2 separate regions of the Salvelinus alpinus genome follow, and region 2 is linked to region 1. The links are chromatin contacts, called in public Hi-C maps. All regions are on one chromosome and are shown on one strand. The core of a region is the stretch at or near the end of the contact, and the rest is flanking DNA. Distances in the headings are between cores, read along the strand shown.

Region 1 (5,873 bases), core at 2,567-5,066:
TGTAGTGATTCATATGTTGATGTAAAGAATATTTGCTTGTCTGTGGTGTTTAATTTGGAACAACCAGACGCTGCACTTGACAGATTTATGAAATTGCTTATTCCAGCTAATAATAAGCACGCACCCATTAAGAAAATGACTGTAAAAACTGATGGGTTCTGACTATAAACTTGAAATATCCCTAATCAAGTCACTAAGGGAGGGGAATTCTGAACGTTTACATTCTGTCAGAACATGTTATTGTTAGACATCAGGTATCCTATGGAAAGGAGAAGGGCCACAGTCTGGTTTCAGTTGTTGGGTTGCAATTTGAAATACTTGCTACACCAAAAGTTAATGGTTATCTGTAGGGGGAATGGGGGTCAATTAAGGTTGGATATGAGCCAGGGGCTTGGGAATGTTACTGAGTAAGGGATAGGCAATCACATGGTTGTGGTCACTGATAAGGGTGGAGAGCTGTGGATTAGTGAAGAATGGGGGCCGAGGTCAGGTCACATTATGGGAGAAGGAACAGTTAATTACCCACACTTAAACTTCCTGCCTAGCAATAAAGATGTAATGTTTAGAGAAAAGGAGGAGACATCACCTAAAGTGAGGAATACATACTTGTTCTGGTGGGAACATATATGTTGTCTGTTCAACTGTCTGAACCATTGGGTGAATAAACTAGGTTTGAACTTGTCCTAGTTGCCTGGTAGTTTTTACTATTTTTATTTAGAACCTAACAACTGTTTAATCCCCATGGATTGATGAAGATTTGAAAAACTGTATGGTTGAGAGGGATGAGGCAAAAGGTATGACAAATAAGTCTGAAAGCCCAACTGATTGGCAAACGTACTGCAAATAAGAAATCATGTGACTAAACTAGATAAAAAGAAACTATACTATGAAACCAAAAATTATTGATATAAAGAATGATAGTAAAAAGCTTTAGAGCACCTTAAAATGACATTTCAGCTCCACCATTCATTGAATCAGATGGCTCATTCATCAAAACCCACTGACATTGCCAACTACTTTAATGACTTTTCATTGGCAAGATAAGCAAACTTAGGTATGACATGCAAGCAACCAAAACGCTGACACTTCACGGGTCATTCTCATGAAACCATTAAAATGCCATGGCAGTAATGCTTTTAAATATAAAACATGTCATTTAGTAATATAACAAAATAAAGATGTGTTCTCTACCTTGCACAAAGAGTAATTTCAACATAGGAATTAATTATTTTAGTATTTTACAGCATTTTCTGATGAAATTCTCATTACCGCAACGCGTCCAGCTCTGTCTGAATGTATGTTATGTTGTAATTTAAACAGAGTAACATTTAAATATCCTGAGAAAAAAGAATTGATGTTCTAATAGTTGTTTTCAAATGACAGAAAAATTATTAACTGAATATTCGTGTATAATAATGAAAAAAGTGGAAAAATCAAGTGTCCATGACTGATGTCATCCTCCGCAACATTTTTGAAGGACTGAGAATTTTAAATAAAGTTTGATTTTGAATGAAGCAACACATCTGCCAGTACCTTCAAGATGGCTACCAGGTAAGCAGATCTCTTTATATTTATCCAGTTAAAAAGTTAAACAATCTCGTCAGACTGCATACATGACAGTATTGATTAGCATGACTTTTTGCCACATTCAACATAAGAAACTCCACACACAGGCCAATTAGGCATTGGAAAGATCTAAAGGCAAGTCTGTTTGTGACAGCCCTTTCACAGGCTTTCCCTCACAACCAGACAACCAACCATTCCACTACTGGAGTATCCCCAGTGTCATTCAGGCTTCGATAACATTCCAGTTAGTCAATGGGTCTCTTTGGTATGCAAGCTGCATCTGCTGACTGCCTATAGCGAACCGTGTAAATGGAAACTGATCACCCAACAGCCCCAATACCCCGCCAGTGATACAGGAAGGATACCACCCTTGCCGCTGCAGCTTGGCCAGAATGACCAGTTAGCTGTGTAAGCTGGTCAGGCCCCAAAACTACAACCACAACTAGCTACTTTGTCTCCTCTCCCTTTATTAAAAACACACTCATTTCCTGGAGACCTCAAAGACTTTGGATCAAGCTTACAAAACTTAATTTTAGTGGGTAAAAGAGGGCTGTACATATACACTACTAGAGTAGCTGAGTGTGGTATCATGGTTGCTTTCCTGTAACTTGGTTACGCTACTGTGTGCTTGTGTCATGAAAGGCTTGTTATTATATTTTGTAGAATTGCCCATTGTTGATATGCTGTAAGTGTGTGAATGAGATTAAAACAAACACATTGAAGTTGGCTTCGGCTATTGAAACACAGAGTCATGGCAGTGCCACTCATAGTTAGATATACCAAGAGCCTTATGAAACCATTTTAAAAGACAGAATAACACATACAAAATGAACAAGGGCTACTTACGTGCAGGTGAAGGTGTTGGAGTGTAATCATGTTGGCCATATTGGATTCAGAATCAAATTGATTCACACCAGCCTTTATAGTCATAAGTGTTGTAAACTACATAATAATTTTGGATGGCATATTGAATGAGGCAAAATATAAAGATAATGTGATGGCCCCATGACTTAATTGAAATACTAGGGGATAAAAGATACAAAAGTCTTTAAGGAACATTAAACCCCCCCCAAAATAAATATATATATTATAGATATTTCCACCTATTGTATCTGTGTGTTTACAGGTCTATATTTCCAAGATGCATTCAGACAGCCTAATGCTGTTTGTTTATGTATGTAGGGCTGACAGGTGACTACTTTTATTCCAAATTAGAGCAATATCAGAGCTTGCAATATTGGGTTACATGAGTTTATGTGGCCCATTCTCTTCAGTCAGGCATTATTCTGCACTTTTTGAGTTTAGGGGGATGTTTTCTTTAGAGCAGATTACAATAGCCACAACATAAAATAAAAAGTGTTACTGTATGTATTTTTTATCAGGCAGGATCATTTAGCACTGTGAGTTAAGGGTGTGTGTCACAATATCTATCAATTTAACCACTTTTACAGTAAAAACAAATGTCACACAACCATCCACTTTATACATGAGATAAACGTGGTTTATTTTACCTCAGATAGGGGTAACAAGAAAATGTGGGAGCCTTGCCACTAGCCTAATAGGCTGTAATTCCTGAAAATGTATACACAATTTGGATTAGAATTAGCTCCACCCAGTTCATACATGTTTTTTTCAAAAAATATTTACCTACAGATAACATTGAAACAATGTGTATCTGTCTCATTTCCCCCGACCTAACTATACTTTTATTTAACAGACATGGAAAGCAGTTATAGATAAGTAAATCTACTCAATATTCTCTGGAGTGACCCAAGAATGTATAGGATTGCCATTTATACAATAAATAAAAAGTCAAAGGGAGGAACTATTTTGCTTGCAGTTGCATATGTAAACACATGTGCATCCTGAAGCACTGATTCGCTTGAGTGCCAAATAGGTGGATTGACTTGATCCTAACAATGTCAGCCATGTTGAACCAGCAGTACATACAAACCCCGCATCAGTGTACAAAAACGGCGCAAGCGAACAAAGGAAGGGAAGGTATATGGTCTGTCTGACATGCATTCGAAATGCAAACAACAAACCAGTTTTATACACAAATGTCCCATGCACCCTCATAACTCCCATGGAAACTAGTGGTCGTCTGAGTCCATGCATTTCATTATCAATCGAGTGATTCGTTTGAGGGTTGCTTACCCAATGAATTGTAAATCGAATTAATTGGTCCCCTCTCGCATTTCCTCCAGCTCCGTTTGCATGCAACCCTAAAGCTATGACCGAATCCACCGCTGTGAAGCAGGCAAGAATAATTAAGTAGTTCCGGGTCATGGATTTTTGGAATCCTTCAGAATAAGAGCCCCGTCCTGTATACTTAGTAAATTAATAATTAGGTTGAAAATGATGGAAAATATGCACAACTATCTATACATGGAATAATTAAAAGTATTTTTGTCAACAATGTTTTTTGTGTGCGTACTATCATTTATTGCACCGTGTACAATTTGATGCACGTTGTGTCGCTGTAAAAGGGGGGCCCATTCTACTCAGGAGCACTTCCAGTTTCCAAATCCACAGAGTTTACACCCAGAAGAGCGTCGCTGCTCCTTCTGCAGCCCTTAAAGAGTGGAAAAAGCATCTTAAATACATTGTTGCAGTAAAAGGTTTCTACAGCCCTTAAAGCGAGTGTACAGAAGTGCAGACTGGACCACTGTTTTATGGACACAATCAATTGTTTTTCCTGCACAGTGCTTTATAAATTTATTTCAAATCAAATGTATTTATTTATATAGCCCTTCGTACATCAGCTGATATCTCAAAGTGCTGTACAGAAACCCAGCCTAAAACCCCAAACAGCAAGCAATGCAGGTGTAGAAGCACGGTGGCTAGGAAAAACTCCCTAGAAAGGCCAAAACCCAGGAAGAAACCTAGAGAGGAACCAGGCTATGAGGGGTGGCCAGTCCTCTTCTGGCTGTGCCGGGTGGAGATTATAACAAAACATGGCCAAGATGTTCAAATGTTCATAAATGACCAGCATGATCAAATAATAATAATCACAGTAGTTGTCGAGGGTGCAGCACCTCAGGAGTAAATGTCAGTTGGCTTTTCATTCATTAAGAGTATCTCTACCGCTCCTGCGGTCTCTAGAGAGTTGAAAACAGCAGGTCTGGGACAGGTAGCACATCCGGTGAACAGGTCAGGTGGACTGGGGACAAGCAGAACAGTTGAAACTGGAACAGCAGCACGGCCAGGTGGACTGGGGACAGCAAGGAGTCATCATGTCAGGTCGTCCTGAGGCATGGTCCTAGGGCTCAGGTCCTCCGAGAGAGAGAAAGAAAGAGAGAAAGAGAGAATTAAGAGAGAGCATACTTAAATTCACACAGGACACCGGATAAGACAGGAAAAGTACTCCAGATATAACAAACTGACCCTAGCCCCCCGACACATAAACTAATGCAACATAAATACTAGAGGAGGGGGGGGTCAGGAGACACTGTGGCCCCATCCGATGATACCCCCGGACAGGGCCAACTTACTTTATAAGTATCATATAGTGTCCAGAGGCCCCAGGCAAACATATTTGATCACAGTCAAAGTTTATTCCACACAAAGAGATGCATACCAAGCTCTCCCCCGCCCTCCATTTGGCAAATCTGACCATAATTATATCCTCCTGATTCCTGCTTACAAGCAAAAACTAAAGCAGGAAGTACCAGTGATTCACTCAATACGGATGTGGTTAGATGACGTGGATGCTACACTACACAACTATTTTGCTAGCACAGACTGGAATATGTTCCGGGATTCATCCAATGGCATTGAGGAGTATACCACCTCAGTCATCGGCTTCATCAATAAGTGCATCGACGACGTCATCCCCTCAGTGACCGTACGTACATATCCCAACCAGAAGCCAAGGGTTACAGGCAACATCCGCATCGAACTAAAGGCTAGAGCAGCCGCTTTCAAGGAGTGGGACTCTAACCTAGAAGCTTATAAGAAATCCCGCTATGCACACCGACGAACCATCAAACAGGCAATACAGGACAAAGATCAAATCGTACTGCACCTGTCTGAGTTTGTAATATCAACACGTTTCAAGCAGACCACCATGGTCCCTGTGCCCAAGAACACTAAGGTAACCTGCCTAAATGACTACCAAACTGTAGCATTCACATCTGTTGTCATGAAATGCTTAGAAAGGCTGGTCATGGCTCACATCAACATCATTATACCAGAAACCCTAGACCCACTACAATTTGCATACCGCCCCAACAGATCCACAGATGATGCGATCTCTATTGCACTCCACACTGCACTTTCACACCTGGACAAAAGGAACATCATGT
Region 2 (6,162 bases), core at 1,257-3,756, 490 kb before region 1:
GCACTTTGAGATATCAGCTGATGTAAGAAGGGCTATATAAATAAATTTGATTTGATACTACTTCGATGAGGGTGCTGTTCCCTGGCAACACCATAGACTACACTTTGCACAACCAAAGGCTATTTTTTTAAGAGCCACCCACATTGTAATAAGAGTATTCTTCCATTTACTTAGCTATGTCAACTGCATTTATTCAATTTTCAGTTTCTCTCCCTTTGACTTCTACATCTCAGGTGAGGGTTCTGTTTAGGTAAGGATGTGATATCTGTACAAAACAAAACAGGCTATTTTAAGTCCACCCAGGTGTTGACCTTGGTCAGGTCAACAGGAAGTATAGAGATGCTTTACATTGAAATACAGATATATGTAGTCCCAGAATTAATGATCCAAGGTCAGCTTTGCATTTCACCTCCTGATGATTGATGACAGGCAGAATATTTTTTTTAAAAACAAGGCTTAAACATGCTCTCTGTCTCCATCTGTCTCTCGTCTGCAGGTATGTCTTGATGTGAGAGGATGCCAACCCTGAGTCCAGTCATTGCCAACTCACCCGCTATTAAGATAACCTTTGGGCTGACTGGGAGCCCAAGGCTGGTTAGGAGACACCACTAGAGACACCATTATGTAATTATGATGAACAGAGAATATTAGGGTAGCACTGTGATTCATTAATCATATGCTGTCTTCCCTGATCCTCTGTTACCTCTTTCCCATTCTCTTTTACACCTCTCTCGCCACCTCTTTCTTCCTGTTTTTATAATGCACACCAGATGTGCATTGAAGTACAGATTGAACTTGTATTTATAAAATTACAATTATAATACATCTATTATGTATTCATAACACTTGGATAATTAACTTCTTTCAATAAAGCGTTTCACATTCTCTACTGGTTGAAATTAAGTGTCTCATTTGATTAAATGCTACACCTATCCTGTGTTTCTCAGATCGATGCAGATGAAGGAAATTAGATATTGAGACTAACCGGTTTTAGAGTATTTACATGATGCAAAGGAAGTGTAGTGTACTGTTTTTTAAATTATATTTCTGTATATATGAATTACAAATCAGCCTTTAACTAGTTAAATCATGTTTATAGTCTATTGCATAGTTACAATGTGTGCCCATTGATGTCCCAGGATTGGTAAACACTGTTTAAGTGTATATTTGTAATACATATGCACAGACACAGCATCATTCAAAGACTGGAATTTGATACTCCTGGTTTTGGATATGACTGAAAAATACTGCACCTTTATTTGCCAAGGTAGAGTACATGATCAGACAATATATTAAATGTACAGGCTACAATGTGGGGATCTCATGCATGGCAATAACTACATGTATATCCGACTTGTATCCTTGGCACAAAGTTATATTACACTCAATCCATAGGCTTCATTAATGTAATTCAGACCAATTTGAAGTTGATACAGCTGGCTATGATAGCTGAGGTTCATAGCTAGGTTCTGAACTAATATGTATACCAAACGTTTTAGGGTCCATACAAAGATTGGCTACATAGCTAGCTTCACATCCATAGGCATACAGGTATTTTTATCCTCTACTGCACAATAACTGCATTACATGGCAAATATCAGCAAGGCAAGCTTACAAAATTGTACATTCAATTTGTAGTAAACGCTTTAGCTAGCGAAATGTTTTACATCAACTGTTTCACAAGACGACAGCCTGGTATGCTGGTTGTTTCAGGAGTCCCTAAAACATTAAACAAACATAATTACAATTTCATACTCATGTCACAACACCCATAAAGCTAGCCAGCTAACGTTAGCTGGCTAGCTTAGAGCAGTAGAGCATAGAGCAGTAGAGTAGAGACATTTACAGAAGTTGCACACATGGGGAACCATTTCTGTAGCCTAGGATCCAGGAAAAAATGTCCCTTTTCAAAACGCACTTCATGCAATTCTGTAACGGTCTTGAGACGACAGACACTGGGAGACGGGAAGCATGTACATGGTGAGGATTTAATAATAAATAGACATAAACAAAGCAAGAACAGCGTCTGGCCAAGAGAAACAAAAAAAACCCATCAAAGTAGACACGTGAATGAAACTGAGGAAGCGACAGATATAGGGGAGGCAATCAATGACTTTGACACATTTATTTAAATTGATCAGGGGTGCTGCAGTTCCTTAAGAACCCCTTTCGCGGCTTTGATTCTATAAGGAAATAAATGATGAAGTGCAACGCTGGAGAGATTAGAGTTGCAGGCTCATGTCTATCAGAGCAGAGAAGGAGAGAGATCATAGAAAGTGAATCTCATTCTAGTTATGTAAGAGATACTGTCACGCTTATCACACAGCAACGGCTATGCGTTGGTCTCAAACATAGGCTACAATTGTTCCGCGAACCATGAAACGGGCCACCCCAACCCGAATCAACTCTTAGAATATTCACCCCATACAAAACCAATTAGTCGATATAATCGAAATCACGCGATATGAATCAGACAGTGGGGCGCCGCCTGACCCACTAGTTGGTCAGAAGGTTTAAATCAGCGTTTCATAGCGTAATTTTCGAGTAGGCAGTAATGGTCATTTTTATTGTGCTTTAACTGAAATTAGAAGAAGATCTTCTGATGTCCTTTCCCTTCGTCAAAGGTACATAATACATTTTTAAAAAGTGTTTTTACCCCGGGATAGCCCGCTAATATGACCCATAGTAGGGAATAACATTCATTGAGTGCAATTCGATCTACAGTGCATTTACACGACGATATGAAACGTTGATTTGAACCATCTGATCTACTAGTAGGTCAGGCGGCGCCCCACTGTCTGATTCATATTGTTTGATTTCTGATGATAGTTGTCGATTATATCGACGGATTGCAATTGTATCGGGTGGAATATTAGGCCCGGGCTGAAAATAAATTTTTTCACATTGTTTTTTTTTTGGTTGCAGGACAATTAACGAAGAGGCAACTCTAATTAACTTTGATCGTTTTATTCAAATTTTTACATTGCAAAAAGTGACTATTATTGTTCATGTCAGGAGAGGTACCGGATACGGCTAAATAAGTTGCGGAACAAAACAGTTCAAAATGGAGAGGTTCCGGTTCAAATTAAGCCCTGTTATTGAAACTTGTCTACTATTACGTGGGGGACTTTTATTTTTTAAATTCGCAATTTCGTGTCCCGGATGTACTTTTTTGTTTTGCTGACGAGTCGCTGATCGAGGTGTCTCGTTGGATATAGAGACCGTGTGGTTTTAGGGATAACATTCCAGGAATGATAGGAGCACGTAGTTTGAATCGAATAATAGACAGAAAGAAGGAGCAAAGCCTATCGATTTTACTGTCGTTTGATGAAGTGGTTCTCCAAACGTATGTAAAACCTGGATATGGGATATATGCAGTGAGACCGCACTCACAGAAGCCGCTACAGTGTTACAATTGTAAAAAGTTTGGATACTTGGCAAGTGTTTGTCGAAGGAATAAATATGTAGTAGTTGAAGAGTCAGATTAAACATGTTGTAATTGTGATGGGAATCATGTTCCAGAGTTCTCGGAGTGCCCTGTAATGATGAAGGAGGTCGCAGTAACTAGGATCAGGGTCATCCAGCAGATATTATATGTAGAGGCAGTGAAAATAGCTGGAGTGCGTAGAGAGTAGATGGTAGTGGATGTCCCACAGTCTGCAGTGAATGCCATGCAGGAGAAGGATCCCCAAACACTAATAGTGAAGATGAAATGTGTTGCGTTTGTAGCGCAAGTGATACATTTCAGAAGTCAAACTAACGAAATCTAAGAAGCTAGACATCATTGTGAAGGCGGCAAATAGATTTATGGATCTCCAGGACTTTACAGATAAAATGTTACAGGGAATACTGAATGAAGAGGTTCCCCCTCCCATGTTCCTGAGCCTGTGTAGGGATCTGAATATTTAAACCGACTGGAGTAGTTTTTTGTTTGAAATTCAGGGTAGTAGCGTGAATTTGGTTAGTGTTTTTGGTAATAAGTATGAATTTGTAAATCCAAAACATAATTTTCTTTGGGGGGTATTTTTTTTTACTACCCCGTACAGTAGGTGGCGCAATACACATGTGTGTAGTCGGCCAATAAACCTCGAAGAAGATGCTGATCAAGAAGCTAGTATGAATAAGCAAGACCTAGCAAGAATAATGCCGCCACTGTTTACATTTTAGTGATGCTACACTAAATGCACATGCTTCTATACTTATACATAAAAAAAATTGTACAGTTCATCCATTAACTTATTCGGAGGGAATTTTTGTTTCCGAAAATGGCAAATTCCTTTGCCCTTCACACTCAACTAGCCTCCATCATGGAGGTTTTGGCCAACGCGGCCGTGGTTGAAATCTGCGAGCTTGTTGACAATGGCTATGCGGTCCTGCATTCCGAGATATCTCGAGGGCAGAAGGAGAATGAAGCTTTGAGGAGGAAACTACGGCTGATGGACCTGAAAGTGTCTCGTGCAAGTACTCTGAGAGCGGGAATGGGAAGCTCCATCCTCGCGCACAGCTGCTCTCGAGCTCACCATGACATGGAATCGAAAAGAACATCAAGCTGTAAGATTTGGTCGTGCCATTAGAGCACGTACTAGCAACATTTATTAGTTACAACATCATTTTATAAACGAAACCACTTTATCAAGACAGCGTTAATACGTGTGTGGATGCAAACCATTTCTCATGTTTACTCATTTTAGGCGATATTCAATGTCTGAGAGCAGTTGATTCCCAGTTGGTCACCAGCCTTTTTAGGGAGGGAAAGTCTTCAGGTGACACTGGACAGACTACCACACAGAGAAAGGTAAGCTTTACTTGTGCATGTGTTCCCCATTTCCCACAATATTTCAGTGCTTATCAACACAGCCAGGTCTGGAAGCAAAAATAACCTAGTAAGCAGTGCAAACCCGTTTTGGTGATTTCTGGTATATCATCAAAATAAATAAATCACAGCACGTTGTTTTTGACTCATTCAGCAATTATTACCTGGTTAAATACAATACTATTGGAAATACATTTTGAAAGTTACATTTAAATGCCTAAAAATTAAGTTGAAAATTATGCTGTAGCTGCTTGCTGTTGACATTTTGAAAAATAGCCCAATGTCAAAACACAATTTGTGTCCAAGTCAATAAACCAATATGCAGAAACAGTTTGATATATACACATTGACTATTTTTAAGAAAGCACCTTGTAAAAACTGCATAAATACCTAAACCCCTGTTGTTTTGACAATTGGCAATAAATCAGTCATTCATTTATTGCCACTTGAAACTACCAAAACTAAAAACCACATGGAAACTGGATGACGTTTTAAATCACTGGTTAAATGATAACCTGCAGAACACAGTAAGCTACATTTTGGAATGTTACATTTGGATACAGGGGTGACGAAAACAGAAAGAGAAACACAACACTGCTTTGTCAATTCCTTTGAAATCAATTGTGCGAGAGGGAGAGATGAGGCTGCACTTCTTGTTAACTTAACACAGCTCAAAAACCATCTGGGAATAATGTGTACATCACTTTTTAGAGGATAATCACATTTTTATGTGTTTCATTTTGATTCAAGTAGGTCGCCAACGCGGTATCACACTTTTTTTGTTAATCATTTCCATTGATTTCATGCTGAAATCAATAGAACAGACGTTTGGGGTGTAGCGCTCTTTAACAGTGTTCAAAGGCCACACAGAAACTTGGAATAACCAATACATCAGGGATAAAAAAAAATGTTTACATTTCATCTATATTTAACCAGGTAGGCCAGTTGAGAACAAGTTCTCATTTACAACTGCGACCTGGCCAAGATAAAGCAAAGCAGTGTAACAAAAACAACAACACAGAGTTACACATGGAATAAACAAACGTACAGTCAATAACACAATAGAAAAATATGTATACAGAGTGTGCAAATTAAGGAGGTAAGGCAATAAATAGGCCATAGTTGCGAAGTAATTACAATTTAGCAATAAACTATGCTGAACTAAAATATAAACACAACATGCAACATTTCAAAGATTTTACTGAGTTACAGTTCATATGAGAATCAGTCAATTTAAATAAATTCCTTAGGCCCTAATTTGGGGATTTCACATGACTGAGAATACAGATATGCATCTGTTGGTCACAGATACCTTTAAAAAAATGGACCTCAGGATCTTGTTACGGTAT

The links. Hi-C and Micro-C count contacts between places; a contact is called where the count stands out from the background.
Region 2: a contact with region 1 is called in a Hi-C map of muscle, with 17 times the contacts expected there. The contact joins the promoter of LOC139545824 here to the promoter of LOC139545813 in region 1. A contact is called at or near these places in 2 of 3 Hi-C or Micro-C datasets (muscle and red muscle).

Annotation. Positions count from the first base shown.
Region 1 is chr19:52,463,825-52,469,697 of SLU_Salpinus.1, reverse strand. It overlaps LOC139545813 (spindlin-Z-like), which reads right to left and starts at 3,816. Exons shown (of 6, transcript XM_071354022.1): 1 at 3,724-3,816.
Region 2 is chr19:52,953,848-52,960,009 of SLU_Salpinus.1, reverse strand. It overlaps LOC139545824 (zinc finger protein 329-like), which reads left to right and starts at 2,506. Exons shown (of 5, transcript XM_071354043.1): 1 at 2,506-4,551; 2 at 4,692-4,795. The coding sequence starts at 4,266. LOC139545981 (a long non-coding RNA gene) reads left to right here. Exons shown (of 3, transcript XR_011669171.1): 2 at 1-22; 3 at 497-860.